Linked DNA regions of Mus musculus: all the other regions are linked to region 2. Evidence: chromatin contacts called from public ChIA-PET and promoter capture Hi-C data. All regions are on one chromosome and are shown on one strand. The core of a region is the stretch at or near the end of the contact, and the rest is flanking DNA. Distances in the headings are between cores, read along the strand shown.

Region 1 (4,122 bases), core at 699-3,198, 480 kb after region 2:
GTTGGAACAAGTACTATCCAAAGTAGACGAGGAGCCACAGAGTATGGTACAGGAACACTGGGGTGAGCTTGTGATTGCACTAAGCCTGGTCTCTGCTCAGTGACTGTATTGTGTTCAGGTCTAAACCCACAAGGGCATCCTACAAAAAAAAAGGGTAGATTTAATATAGCTTCATCACATGTGTAAAAGCAAAACAATTGGGGGGGCATATTCATTAAATGAAATATAAAAACTCTAACTTGCTCATTGAAAACTAAGTACTTGTAGAGGAAACAAAGACACTTTATTTTCTTATTCTGCAGGAGTATTTCTAATATAATAAGACACCGAGACTGTGTTTAGCTCAAAGTCTATATGGTTGACTCCAAAGTTCAAAATTGCTTTGTTAGATGTAAGCCTTTGTCCCTGGACGGACAGGCTTCTGTCTCTTAGGAAAGAAAATTAAGTTGTATTTTCTATGTGGTGGTTCCTGAATGCAGAATTTTAGATCCGCTTTAATAAAACACGTGGCTGTGTAAGATTTTATGTTAGTAACGGTGATGGAAAGAACATTGATTTATTATTATTATTATTATCATTATTATTATTATAGAAAATTTATGATCACAAATTCAGCATCTATCAAAGAGTTTGGCCACAGTGCACCAAAAAAGCCTCCACCTACTGGGCAATGTTACGACAGGGCAAGATAAAAGCAAAGCTGGTTCCCTTCTTCCCATCACAACAAAAAGGTCGATAAAGCACACACTTGATATCAAACAGAGCTTCCTGCTGGCTTCAGTTACCTGGGAGTCTGGAGCCTGTGGTTTGAGTAATGTTCTGTCCACAATGCCGGGCAGCAGAAGCATAGAGAGAATGTCGGGCTTCCAGCCGGCTGAGCGAGCGCCTAACAACTTCAGACTCATTCTTTATTCTCCATCAGAAACGATAGCAAATGTGTTAAAAGGAAAAAAAAAAGTATTCACCGATCTTCTGATGTTGCCTTTTTTGGTGCTAGGAATTGTGTAACAGAGGTGATCCAGACGAGGTGATCCGCCCTTGAGCTACCTTCCAGGGTCATGTAAGTTTGCAAAAGAACCGAAAAGGAAGAGTTTTGCATAGTTCCTCTTGAAAACAAATGGTTTTTGTTTGTTTGTTTTATGTTTGTTTGTTTGTTATTGTGGAAAATTCCTGAAGAAATAAGATAGAGGTTGCTGGGGTGGGCACTGCAGATGACCAGGTGAAAACAGGACCAAACAGAGTACACATGTGCAGCATAAGTGCAAACATTGTAACTTTTATCTCTTTGATCCTGAGAAATTTTGTCAAAGTAATGACGTTAATATTTTTAAACTCTATATTTTGGTATGCAATAGGACATTTATCCTAGAGTCCATAAGAATGATTTTTTTAAATATGAATGCTTATATCAGTACTAAAGAGGACTCTGCTTGAATCCTCAGGTACTTACCTCATTTTCAAGTGTATCAATTAAAAAGATTACATAATAGGTGCTCTGAGTGGACACATAATTTTCTCACCATTTCTAAACATTCCTACCAAAAGTATAACGTTTAGCTGCCACCCAAACGGTGGAAATGCATATGTACATCTGCGACTTACAAACTGTGTTTTGAGAAACGCTTGTGAGGGAATGCTGCAGCTGCTGATAGGTTGACCTTTAGATTAAAGGAAGGAGAAGACAAACAAAATTCTGGCATGACTGAAACAGAGTGGTAGAAGCCCCGGAGAAGGACCACCAGGGGGCAGCATCCTCAAGCGGTTGTGATGGGGTGAGGCGCCCCCCCCCCCCCCCGCAAGGTTGTTGGTTAGCTCCAGCTATTTAGAACCAGAACCGTTTTCTGATTTCCAAGTTAAAACCCCTAAGTACAAAAACATGTGTCCCCACCCCCAATGTGAAACGGACGAAATTCAAAAGCAAAAATAATACTTTATGCAGCTCAGCATGTACCCTACATCGTTCTGAGCGATGTACATGGATCAAGCAGCTGCCATGACAACCTTTGCAGTGTAAACACTGTTGCTAGTACATTAAAATCACGTGTGCATTTATATGATGCATTGTCTATGATTTTTAATTGAAATTTACAAATGAGGAAACCGGGACACAGAAGTTTATCACGTGCTCATGCCATACAAATACCAAATACCAAGTACCAGAGCTGAGATTCGGACCAAAAGCTCTGGCCCAGAGATCAGATCTGAGACTGAGCCAACAGACTGAGGCTCTCAAGGCAGTGTTTCCTTGTTGGCGCACTATCAAGTTCAGCTACCAGCGCAAGGTCCAACTTATGGCCTTGTCTGGAACACAGCTTCTGTGTGCTGAATCTCTTGAAAACACTTCCCCCGAAAGTTTTACCCCAACAATGCTGCTTTCTTCGTAATCGTGGCTAAATTCTCAGCTCTGGCCAACCAGCATTGAGTATCCAGCAAGGATTTTACTTTAGTAGTTCTGGTATCTTGTTCATCACAGATGGTTCTTCATCCCCAGCTAACCAAAACTACAGATCCTTCACACAAAATGTCCTGTAGAGTCTTTTCTTCCCGCTGACACTGCACAAGCTAGGCCTCCAGGTTTTTTTTTTTTTTTTACTGTTTGCAGCAAGCTCTTACAGAAGTGACTCAATGGCTTTTCTAGCCCCAAGTTTCACAGAACAGTTCATCCTCAAAAGCAGTGAGGACAGGAACTCAAACAGGGCAGGAGTTCATTCAGGGCAGGAGCTGATACAGAGCATGGAGGGGTGCGGCTTACTGGCTTGCTCCTCATGGCTTGCTCAGCCTGCTTTCTTGTAGGAGGCCAGGGATGGTGCCACCTACAGTGGCTGGGCCCGGCTCCATTGGTCACTAATTGAGAAAATGCCTTACAGCTGGATCTTAAGAGTCATTGTCTCAAGTGAGGCTCCCTCCTCTCTGATTCCTCTAGCTTGGGTCAAGTTGACATAAAACCAGCCAACATTTGGGTCTGACCTGCTTCAGGGATGTCTTAGTTACCTTTGTATTGTTGAAAAGGGATCATGACCAAATGTTTTCTCTTAGAAAAGAAGACATTTCACTGGGTGCTGGCTTACAGCTTCAGAGGATTGGTCTTTTGTCACCATGGCAGGGAGCATGGCAGCAGGCAGGCAAGCAGGCAGCTTTACATCCTGTTCCACGGGCATCAAGAAGACAGAGGGAGAGACACAGGGCCCAGTGTAGGCTTTTGCAGTCTCAAAGTCCACTCTCAGTAAGACAACACCTCCTAATCCCCCTAAGCCTTCTCGGTTTCATAACCTGGTGACTAAGAATTGAAATTTGGAAGCCCGCGAGAGCCATTTTCGTGTAAATCACCATAAGGAGAGATGGGTATCAAACATGAGAGGGGTCACCGTGCTTCTGCGGTTTTCTCAGATACCACAAGCTTGCACATCTCAGATCTCCAAGCTCCACATGGAGGGAGACCATGTTTGAGGATAGTATATCTATCTAAGGCAGTATAACATCTAAGACAGATATATCTAATATATGTATAATATATATCTAACATAGATAATATATGTATAATATCTAAGATAGGTATAACACCTAAGGCATCTGGGACTGAAATAAAAAATTTAGTAAGGGAGACTTGATTTTTGTGTTTTAGAAATGGAGAAAGGATGGATCCTATTTGAATGCTGAGCCAAAGTACACCTCTAGCAAGTGAGATTAGCCTTGGACATGTTTTTAAATAGTAGCATGAAAGATTAGAAACATGACCACCTTTAAGTTCACAGATGCTAGCGGGGAGGGAAAGCAAGCCTACATTTTGGAGTGTGTATTAGGAACAACATGTTTTGAAAAGTTAGCAAAGGCAAGTGAGGAGAGCAAGATGACACTAAAGAAAACTAGCATTCATCAAGACCATTACAGAGATGACAACTGCTTGCTGGTTAATGTTCATCTGGCTCAGACCAGCAGGTGCACATGTGTGGGTGCCAGAGGTCAACCTCCCACCATGACTCACTCTTGCTCCTGCATAGACCCCTATTATTGTCAATGAGAGAAACAGCTCGCCTCAACAAGATAAGAGATAGTTTATTCTAGAGCCAGTTATGAGTGACTATGGCTCAGGAACACAGATTTTACTTTCTCCAAATACCACGT
Region 2 (4,633 bases), core at 1,410-3,909:
AAAGAGTGGCCATATGGCCACCCAAGCCAGTTATGCAAGAATGTGGACTGATGATGCATATGGACATCTTTCCCTGTGGGTCAATGCTGAGACAGTTCTGCTTCGCTGTTCCATGGACCCTTCACAGAGCACTTGGCTATACATCCTAATTTCCTAGAAGACAGCAATGATTTAGAGCACCTAGGAAGGTTTTCAGTAAAACTTAATACCAGTCGGGCACCTTGCTATCCTCCAAGGCGAACTCACCAGGTAAAAATGGTGTTACTACTATGCAAGAGGGAGAAGAAATCTAGAGATTAGAGAAGTCACTCTTCAGTGGGCCTGGGTTCTCTTAAGCCTGACACAGTAGTATAAATTCTCTTGTTCCCTGCTTGAAAGGGAGAAGCTGCTATTGGGAATTTTCATTGGAATGCTGAGACTGGGGAGTTATTCTCTGTGTCTGATGACAGTTTTTTCCTTGCAACTAGAATTAGGAAGGAACATAGAATGAGACAAAACTACCACACATGAATTTCCTTGGTCATGTAGCAGTGGTCTCTCTCACAATGTCACTACTCCATCCATCCATCCATCCATCCATCCATCCATAAATAAATGAATTCATGCAACCAGCAATGCCAGACCACCTATTTAAGGCCCACCCTTGTGCTTGATGCTATAGCGAAGAATGTATGCCCTCACTCCCAGCCTTGATATGAATGACACAATGCAGCTAAGGCAATGAAGGTAAGACCCATCTCAGGTCCAGCAAACATAGGACGTAGCTTTTCCTGAAAGCCAAACCTTCCTATTTCCTATCTCAATCCTCTGTTAGTTTCCTGATAGCAACCCTGAGGCACAGCACTTGCTGTTCTCAGAAACACACAAGGAGAAGTTTTAGATCAGTGAGTTGCACCTTGTTCTATTTTCATGACTATGCTATTTCACGCTCCTGGACCTAAAGAACTTTTAGCATAGATCTAAATGTGGTGGGGGCTCTAAACCATATATAAAACATGCAAATGTCAATGTCTGGTAGCCTACTATTACCCCATTCATAGCACTCTCACTAGCACTACCTGTTTAAAACAGAGCTTAAACCTCTGCCCAAGTTTCCAGTTCTTGGATTTCCCCACATTTAGAGAATAAATTTTCCTGACATATTATTGTAATGTTTTATGGGTAAAAAAAATTTACAACATTACCCTTAACTTTTAAAAATATATTTGTTACCTCACTGCCTTACAGATAAATTTCCCAATTTTTGTCACAGGATCAATAAGATTCTATAGAACTTACTCATCAAAGTCTTTCCCCCAGTTTTATTTTTCCACTCTGAACAGATTTTTTTTTTTGTCTGCGATGTGGAAACTTATGTATTATTTATCAACAGATACCTCGGGCAACTGTTGGGAAGTACCCCTCCAAAAAAAGCAAAGCAAAGCAAAACAAAACAAAACAAATCCATACAAAGAACTGCAAAAGATCCAAGTAGCATCTCAGACAATAAGAATGGAGACCGGATCAGTTGCTCAATAATCTGGGACATCAGAAGGCTAACTAACTGTGATCAGTTCTCCAAACGGTGCCCCCACTTGACCAGACTAGCTTTCCAAAGAAAGATCAGAGACCAGGAGAAAACAAAGCATGCTCCAAAAAGAGCTCTTAATACCTCAGCTTTCCTGAGAGGCCAGGTGGCAGGATGTGGGACAACGGACCCGGACTGACAACACACTATCTCAGTGTGGAGTCGGGGCTGCAGCAGGGAGTCTTACATGCCACCTAAAGTGGAGTCCCCAACAAGCAGGCCAGAGAATCATTTCTGCATGCATACTCTTCTTAAACTGTGGCAACTAGAGACCTAGTGGCAATCTCAAAGCACGCCCCTCCCCTCCACCTCCCGCCCCGCAACCCTCCTCCCACAGATCACTGAAAGGTTAGCTGACCGAAGTCTCCAAGTTGGATTTGGTGGCCTCTGAGAAACCCATCCCCTGTTGGGCCAGTTGTGCACAATATGGGAAAAAAGCCCAACGCGGTTCTGCAAGGTCTACGTGCCTATGAACACGCTGCACTTGATTTCCAAGTGGGGGGGGGGTGTCACCCACGACCACACGACCTAGGAACCCAAAAGGTGACTGACTATTCATCAGCCAGCTGCAGCTCCTGTCACCCTGCAGGATCGAAAAGGAATAGCTAGCTAACTAGTCGGCTGAAGAAACTTCGGGCTGTCAACCTAAACACCTGGCACCGGGACCTCAACTCCGGCCAACAATACCCCAACTCCAGGATCCCTGCAAAGCCAGCGCAAGGCAGCTCCACACTGAGCTGGCCGTGCACCCCGAATCTGGCTGGCAGTGCACCCCACTGACCGAGGACCCCCGCATTCTGCTAGCCGTGCACCCCGCAGCCGGAGCATCGCTCACCTCTTGGGGCCGCGCGGAGCCCTCGCAGAGCCCAAGTGGCCGGCCGGCCGTCACTGGCGCGCGCCGCAGCCCGGGATCGTGGTCCGGGTCGTGGTGGGGGTCGGGCCGAGGCGGAGCCCCATGGACACCCGATCGGGCTCGCTGGCTGAGGGGGTGTGCACGTCTTTCGGCGGCCTGGCTCACCGCTCCGCCTCCGGCTCCGAAGACTACAGACTGGGCAGTTCCCTTTTTTGCCTTTCAGTTGTATGCTTTGCCAACAGGGGGATTTCCGATGGAAATTCCAGTCACGTGACCCGCGTGGCGCGCCGCCGACCGGCAGAGGGCGCTCTAAGCCGTGCCCGCCCCGCCCGGAGAAACTCCTAGGTCCCGCCCCGGGGTGTCCCCGCGTGAGTCACCTGGGCATTTCGGAAGCTGCCTTCCACGTCACATCCATGTGGAAATCGCGGTGATGGGAACTGGAAATGCAATAGGTTCTTTTTTATAGCTTCTTTTCTGAAGAAAATCAGCTGTGAAAAGGAAGGGAAATTAGAGAGAAAACCCAAAAAACCACCCAGACACACAGGACCTCAGGCTTGAAGCTTGGCTTTGAAGTCTGGGCTGTGCACGTGATGAGCACTTCAGAAAGAGCCCTCCGCAGGGTCCCGAAGGGAATTGACAGAAAAAGCGGCAGGGTTCTCCAAGCCATGTGTCAGCTTCAGGTTGGATGCAGTGCAGAGTGAGATCAGACCCCATGGTCCTGCAGTTTTTGAGTTACGGGGGGTGGGGGGGGGCAAGGTCAATTTCAGAGAGAATTAGATTCGCCTCCCCCACCCCCACTCCTACACACCCTCCATTTCTCCTTTATTTCCCTGTTCCAAGGAGCGTTTTAAAGTTTAGAAATTTCTTCAAGTTTATTGCTGGCTTTCCCCGATCCTTCTACAGTTGTTTTCTTAAGTATTGTTTGGCTGGCCTGAGAATTAGTTCGCCCCATGAAGCCAATGGAGGATAGCCTTCCACAATGCCCTGATTGATCCCCGACTTGCCTTTCTTGAGAGGGGAGAAAGCTTCGCTTCACTTAGACAGGGGCTTGAGCTCTGCAGAAAGAAGCGAAAATGCTTTTACCTTTCTGGAGAAAGTGGAGTGTGTATGGGGGTGAGGTGGGGTGGGGTGGGGATACTCTCTGCAGAGCTACACACTAGAAACTGAGGTGGCTTCATTCACTGGCCAGGAAGGGCCACTCTGAGAAGGTGACATTGAAACTCTGTGACAAAGAAACCTCCAGGCAGTCTAGAGATAAGACCTCAAGGGTCAGCCACATTTGATACATCAAGGGGCTGAGCAGAGCTCTCTGGGTGGTTGTGCTGGGGCTAGGGTGCAGGGTGTGAGGCTCTTCCCGGAAAGGAGCCGGGATCTGTTTGAGGGACCACGGGAGGTCTGCGGAGTGACCTGATGTTATTTTAAATAGTGTTTAGTGTGATTAATTTACTCTGTGTGTGTGTGTGTGTGTGTGTGTGTGTGTGTGTGTGTGTGTGTGAGTGTGTATCTCTAGGGTCCCCTGGCAGGATTCCTAGAAAATAGCGCAAACCAGATAGAAATACTCAGTGCCACTGGGACTTCAAGTGTGTTTGCCAAGTTGCCAGACTGTATATTGCCCGTTTGAACTAGAGACATGTGCTTCTTTCCCCAGTAGTGACTGGGCTAGAGGACAGCATTTTCTATTTGTAATGAGAGGCTTGAAGCAAGAGTACTGGCCACTACCCCAGGACAGGTCTAATGGCCATTACCCCAGCCCCACTCCCCACACAGGTCCTTCCCTACTCCGTTTCTATTTAAAACCTGCCAGTATTTGTCTTCTTCTTTACAGATGTTTTCAGCTTCGGACACTTAAGCAGTGTAGCAATTTAAATTCCTGACATATTTATTACAGGCTCACATAAGGTTTTATGTGAAGTTTAGAAAGCTTAAGTGCATGCCCACAGTCTACACAGTCTACACAGTCTTGCTCCAAAGCTCACAGGAGAGGGCCTAGGAATTCCTTTGACAAACACAGCAACTAGCCACAATAGATGCAGGCTCTACCCTCAGGAAACCTCCCAGGCACACAGAGGTGATAAAAGATGCAGGATAGCAAAGCACACACCACGAAGAGAATATTAATCTTCAGACCACAACAGAACCAGGCTCTCTGTCATCTCAGACAGTTCCTCAACGAACCCAGCAGCTTCCATGTGCCCATTCTGGCTCCTGTTTGG
Region 3 (4,256 bases), core at 1,738-4,237, 270 kb before region 2:
TAGGAAAATGCCCCGTGAACATAGTCACAGAGCAATCTGATCTAGCAATTCTTCAGTTGAAGCCCCTTCTTTTTCTCAGGTGACTCTAGGGTTATCTCCTATTCACAGCTGAAACCAATCCCAACACCAGGCTCCCCCCATGAAACTCTGAATAAGGGTTACTCCCCTCTCCTAACACAGTCTAAGTAGGAGATAAGATGGTCTAAGTTTATGGACACCCAAAATCCGTGTAGAGCATGACAGACAATTCACAAAGACCAAGTCAAGGTCCTTAAGACTGTATAATTTCATATCAGCCCAAACCCCATTATTCTTCCAATGAACCTTCCATGGATGGAGCAAGTAAACTGTGTGGTGGGGGGAGGGGGGTCAGCTTTAACTTGCCTTGTCTTTGTACTCAAGATGTTTCTCAATGATCCTTCCGTCATAGGTATGCGTGTGCCAACTCCAAAGTACTAAGTGCTCTAAGAGAGTCTGGAGGGCAGGGCTCTAAGCCAGCGGGGTAAAGAATTCCACTGAGGCAGGCACTGAAAGCTTCCTGTAAGGCTTTGAAGGAGCGGCAAAGAAATCCCAGACGGAAGAGGATCAGGAGCAAAGAAAGTAACTGCTGTGCACGGTGCCATCGACAACGTGGTGGCACAGCTAACTGCCACCAGGCCCTGGAGCTCTCCATGGGGCAAGCAGAAACGGTGCTGCTCTAGCTTCTTAAGTACATTCTTAGAAATGTACGTGTTCCTCTATTTAAAATACGAGGGCTGATGGGCGGCAAGTGTTTTCTAGTAAAAGCCTTGCCTTGGCTGTGGGAACTGGAGGGGAGTGAAAAACAGCAAACCCCTCTAGCCTCCGCCTTTGTTTATACTGCATACCCCCACTCCCCTTCAACAAACAGATTTTCACTACAGGAGTGTCTGAAATGTATGATCGGAAAAAAAAAAAGAAGAAAAATTAGAGAATGGAAAGATTACCCATTCTTTCGTGAAATCTACTCAGTCTCCCTTCTCCTCCCCTCATAGTCAGACCCTATCTCACTGAAGCTCTCATGCCCGGTTTTCCAACTGTGGTTGTTCCCATGTACCCCATGTACCCAGGAAGGTTCCGTGCTATTATTTAGCTGTCATAGCTTTATCTCTTCTCTTGCTAATTACAGAGTGATCAAGGAGCGGCAAAAGGGACCTCATCTATTCTTACGGTCAAGGTGAATTCTGAACTTGACCCAGAAAATCTACTTGTCCTCGGCTCCGGGCTTCTTCCCCAGTAGCTTCAAGGGCCTAAGTTCAACAGCCGTGGTTTAAACACAAGATGTTGAATATCGAATGCCCAACTTATTAAAAACACTGGGTTACTCTACACCTCTGCGTTTATCTCAATCCGTTTCGTTTACAGCAAACTAATAAGGAATACTAGGAATGGTGTATTTCATGCCCAGTCAGGTCCTGCTTTATTATGTTAGCCAGCCATCTGTGACCCTTCATTAGAGAGGCATTTGGGAATCCAGCTTCGAATCACTGCTGAACAGTAAACGGTAATGGCCACACTGAAATCTTACTGCGGCTTTAAGAGCCTTGCTGCTTCTCAGACAGCTAGTCCATTTGCATTTAACATTACACTAAAATGGCCAAACACTAGTTCTACCTACAAGATAAACTCCCTGGGCAATAATTGAGACAATTTAGGGCTATGCAGAGATTAAACAAAGGATGGTGCTGCTACAATTGTCTACACACAGAGACACAGACACACATGTGTGCACAAACATGTGAATTAGGACCTTCTGTCAGAACAGCATGACCTAAAACACTATGAGAATTCTGTCTTTAGTTGGACCTACGGCTAACGGCATTTCTGTGCCTTATTTTCCAGGTTGCACACAGCACAGAATCATGACAATCACCGATTGGTTTTTATTTCAAGGGAAGGGGTTCCTGGGTTTTTGTTGTTGTTGTTGTTTTTAATTAGCTGGTTACAGAGGCATATCACGCAGGCTCTGGTAAAGCAAGGGGCTTAGTGGGCTGTCTATATAGTACAGTTCACTCCACCCCCCCCACCCCCCCCACCCCCCATTCTCAGCGCCTTGGTCTTGCCTAATTGACATGTCATTCCGTTTGTTTTCCGATTTTGAGAACTGCAGCCTACAGGATGGGAAATGCTCATTTGCTACCAGGAACTTATCTCAATTTTAGCACAGCTCACACAACTAAAAGCCCACCTGTCTGAGGGCAAGTCAATAACCGAACTGCAAGAGAAACACAATTCCTTCAGTCTGTTATGTTCCATGCACAATAGCCATAAAAGCGAATATTTAGCAAGGTGGCTTCTATCAGCAAAATCAAATTAAACAAGCCTTCCTTCCTGGTTCCACTCACCAGTGTTTGAGAAGAGGGCTGTTGCTTTAATTAACTTCCTTTTTTCTTCCATACCCCTGGAAACCAGGGCCCTGATTTCATACAAGCTGGAGGTCCTAACTTGGCTATTGGGGGGGGGGGGGGGAGAGGAACCCTTGTCTATGGGCTCTAGGGACCAGGAATGAGGTTACCTCACAGCAAAGGCAACGGTTCCCATAGAGGTTTGGGAAGCGGTAAGGGAACCAGATGGAGACAGCTGGATGCCCACGCTGAGCCAAGATTTTCATACCCCGCATTAAGTATCCGAGGCAACATTCATAACCCATAGTCGGTGGCAGTCCCTCCTGCCCAGGGGCCCGAGGAGCCTGTGATCCGGGAGCAGGTGTCCCTGCGCAGCCCCTCGGCTCCCGCGCATCGCCCTCACTTACCCAGGGCCCAGGTGCAGCTCTCTTTGATGGCTTTGTATTTGCTCCCGGACGCATCTCTCTGCAGCTTCCTCAGGATCTCTTCCATCTTGGCCTTCCTAGAGCCAGGCCACCGACCCCGAGATCGCGCAGGGGACGCGCCTAGGAGGCCTCGGCACTCGTCCCCATGGCTCTCGGCGGCCGCTGATGAATCACACCCGCTCCGCGCCACAGGCCACGTCAGCCCCGCCGCCACGCCTGTTGCCACGCCCGCCGGGTCAGGTGCGCTCACCAGCAGGGGAACCCGGGAGGCCCCGGCCGTCTACCTAACGTCCAAGAGGACCTGGGGTACCAAGCTTCATCCAAAGGTGGGGATCTGTGGCTGGCTGCCGGCCAGTCTCTGCCCTAGGGAAATCACCGAGATCCACGGGCGGAAGGCAGGGAGGGGCCTGGTCGCTTGTGCCAATCACCTGCTGGGCCGGCGCATCAGGCATCTCTGAGACCTGCTACACTAGGGGGTAGATAGTAATAAATAGTAAATAGTAAACAGCTGGTCCCCTCCCTGTGTAAGGTTGGAGCCATCCAGCGAGAACTACGTCATATGCCTGCCTGCTGGGAGCTTACAATGTATTACACGCATACATTAGACTCTAATACAGTTCTCTCTAATAATTAGAGAATTCGATGTGAAAATTAAACCAGAAAAGATTTAGAAGATTAAAATGAATACGCTTCCCTTAGTACATTGAGATTTCTACCAAACCAGCTAAGGCAGAAATTGAAAAAAGAAAAAAAAATCAATAGATTTAACTGACAACTTAAAATCTATAAATAGACCAGTAGTCAACCTGTGGGACTGCCCTGTATGTTAGAAATTAATGGCCCAGTATATACACAAGGAAATTAGACCTCAGCTACTTCCCAGCCAACAAGAATGTATTCCACACAGCCCAAATCCAAAGATGTTTTTTAAAACCTTCAGTACCAGCAGGTGAAGATAGGAAAGTTAGAAGTTCAAGGTCATCCTTGCCTATACAGTCAGTGTGAGATGGGCTTGAGGGACACGAGACTGTCAAAGTAATAATAGTAATAATAATAATAATAATAAAAGAATCTCTTCCCTTCCTTCCTTTACCTCGTGTACTGGTTGTTTCCCTCTGAAGAGACACACTGGCACAGACAGTTGATGTTAGCTTTTGATAGGCAGGGAAGCCAGGGGGACTAAACTAGGAGGGGGGAGTGAGTAAGCCTCTGCTATTTGAGTGACTTCTGGTGCTTCCTTTGCCAGCTGTTACAGGCAAGAGTCCTGACTGGAAAGCAATGACCTTGTTCTGAGAGCTGTGACAGGTAGTGAGGGTGGACTTAGAAGCGAATTTTTGTTCTTTGTATTTTAATTTTTCCCCCCAAAACCAGCATCTCATTTAGTAGCTCTGGCTGTCTTGGAACTTGCTCTGTAGACCAGGCTGACTGGATTTACAGAGACCTCTGCTCTGCTTCCTGAGTGCAGGGT

The links. ChIA-PET counts read pairs in DNA pulled down with a chosen protein or histone mark. Capture Hi-C pulls out chosen DNA fragments and counts their contacts.
Region 1: a contact with region 2 is called in an RNA polymerase II ChIA-PET map of memory CD8 T cells, with 1,160 read pairs. The contact joins the enhancer-like site here to the promoter of Tnfaip3 in region 2. A contact is called at or near these places in 9 of 39 promoter capture datasets (the 3T3-L1 cell line, the C10 cell line, the HPC-7 cell line and 6 more), 1 of 15 datasets of contacts at CTCF or cohesin (CD8 T cells), 5 of 484 Hi-C or Micro-C datasets (B cells, CD4 T cells, CD8 T cells and 2 more), 19 of 115 datasets of contacts at active chromatin or transcription factors (the 230-238 cell line, CD8 T cells, DN3 thymocytes and 15 more) and 4 of 9 other capture datasets (adipose tissue, embryonic stem cells, liver and 1 more).
Region 3: a promoter capture Hi-C map of pancreatic islet shows a contact between it and region 2. The contact joins the promoter of Arfgef3 here to the promoter of Tnfaip3 in region 2. A contact is called at or near these places in 1 of 39 promoter capture datasets (hippocampal neurons), 2 of 484 Hi-C or Micro-C datasets (embryonic stem cells and olfactory sensory neurons) and 2 of 9 other capture datasets (adipose tissue and pancreatic islet).

What each region holds. Positions count from the first base shown.
Region 1 is chr10:19,489,958-19,494,079 of GRCm38.p6, forward strand. Gm33104 (predicted gene, 33104) reads left to right here. Exons shown (of 4, transcript NR_152784.1): 2 at 998-1,060. Among named protein-coding and RNA genes, the nearest start is that of Gm33104, 5.3 kb to the left of the region's middle. Within about 2 kb of position 1,949, at least 26 of the 459 cell types and tissues checked have an H3K27ac peak or open chromatin away from gene starts, as enhancers often do. A contact at or near this core is called in CD8 T cells, the MNK3 cell line, Th17 cells and 6 more, where this site is marked.
Region 2 is chr10:19,012,751-19,017,383 of GRCm38.p6, forward strand. It overlaps Tnfaip3 (tumor necrosis factor, alpha-induced protein 3), which reads right to left and starts at 2,660. Exons shown (of 9, transcript NM_009397.3): 1 at 2,403-2,660.
Region 3 is chr10:18,740,771-18,745,026 of GRCm38.p6, forward strand. Arfgef3 (ARFGEF family member 3) reads right to left here and starts at 2,988. Exons shown (of 34, transcript NM_001033258.4): 1 at 2,771-2,988. The coding sequence starts at 2,855. Gm32926 (predicted gene, 32926) reads left to right here and starts at 2,701. Exons shown (of 5, transcript NR_152783.1): 1 at 2,701-3,114.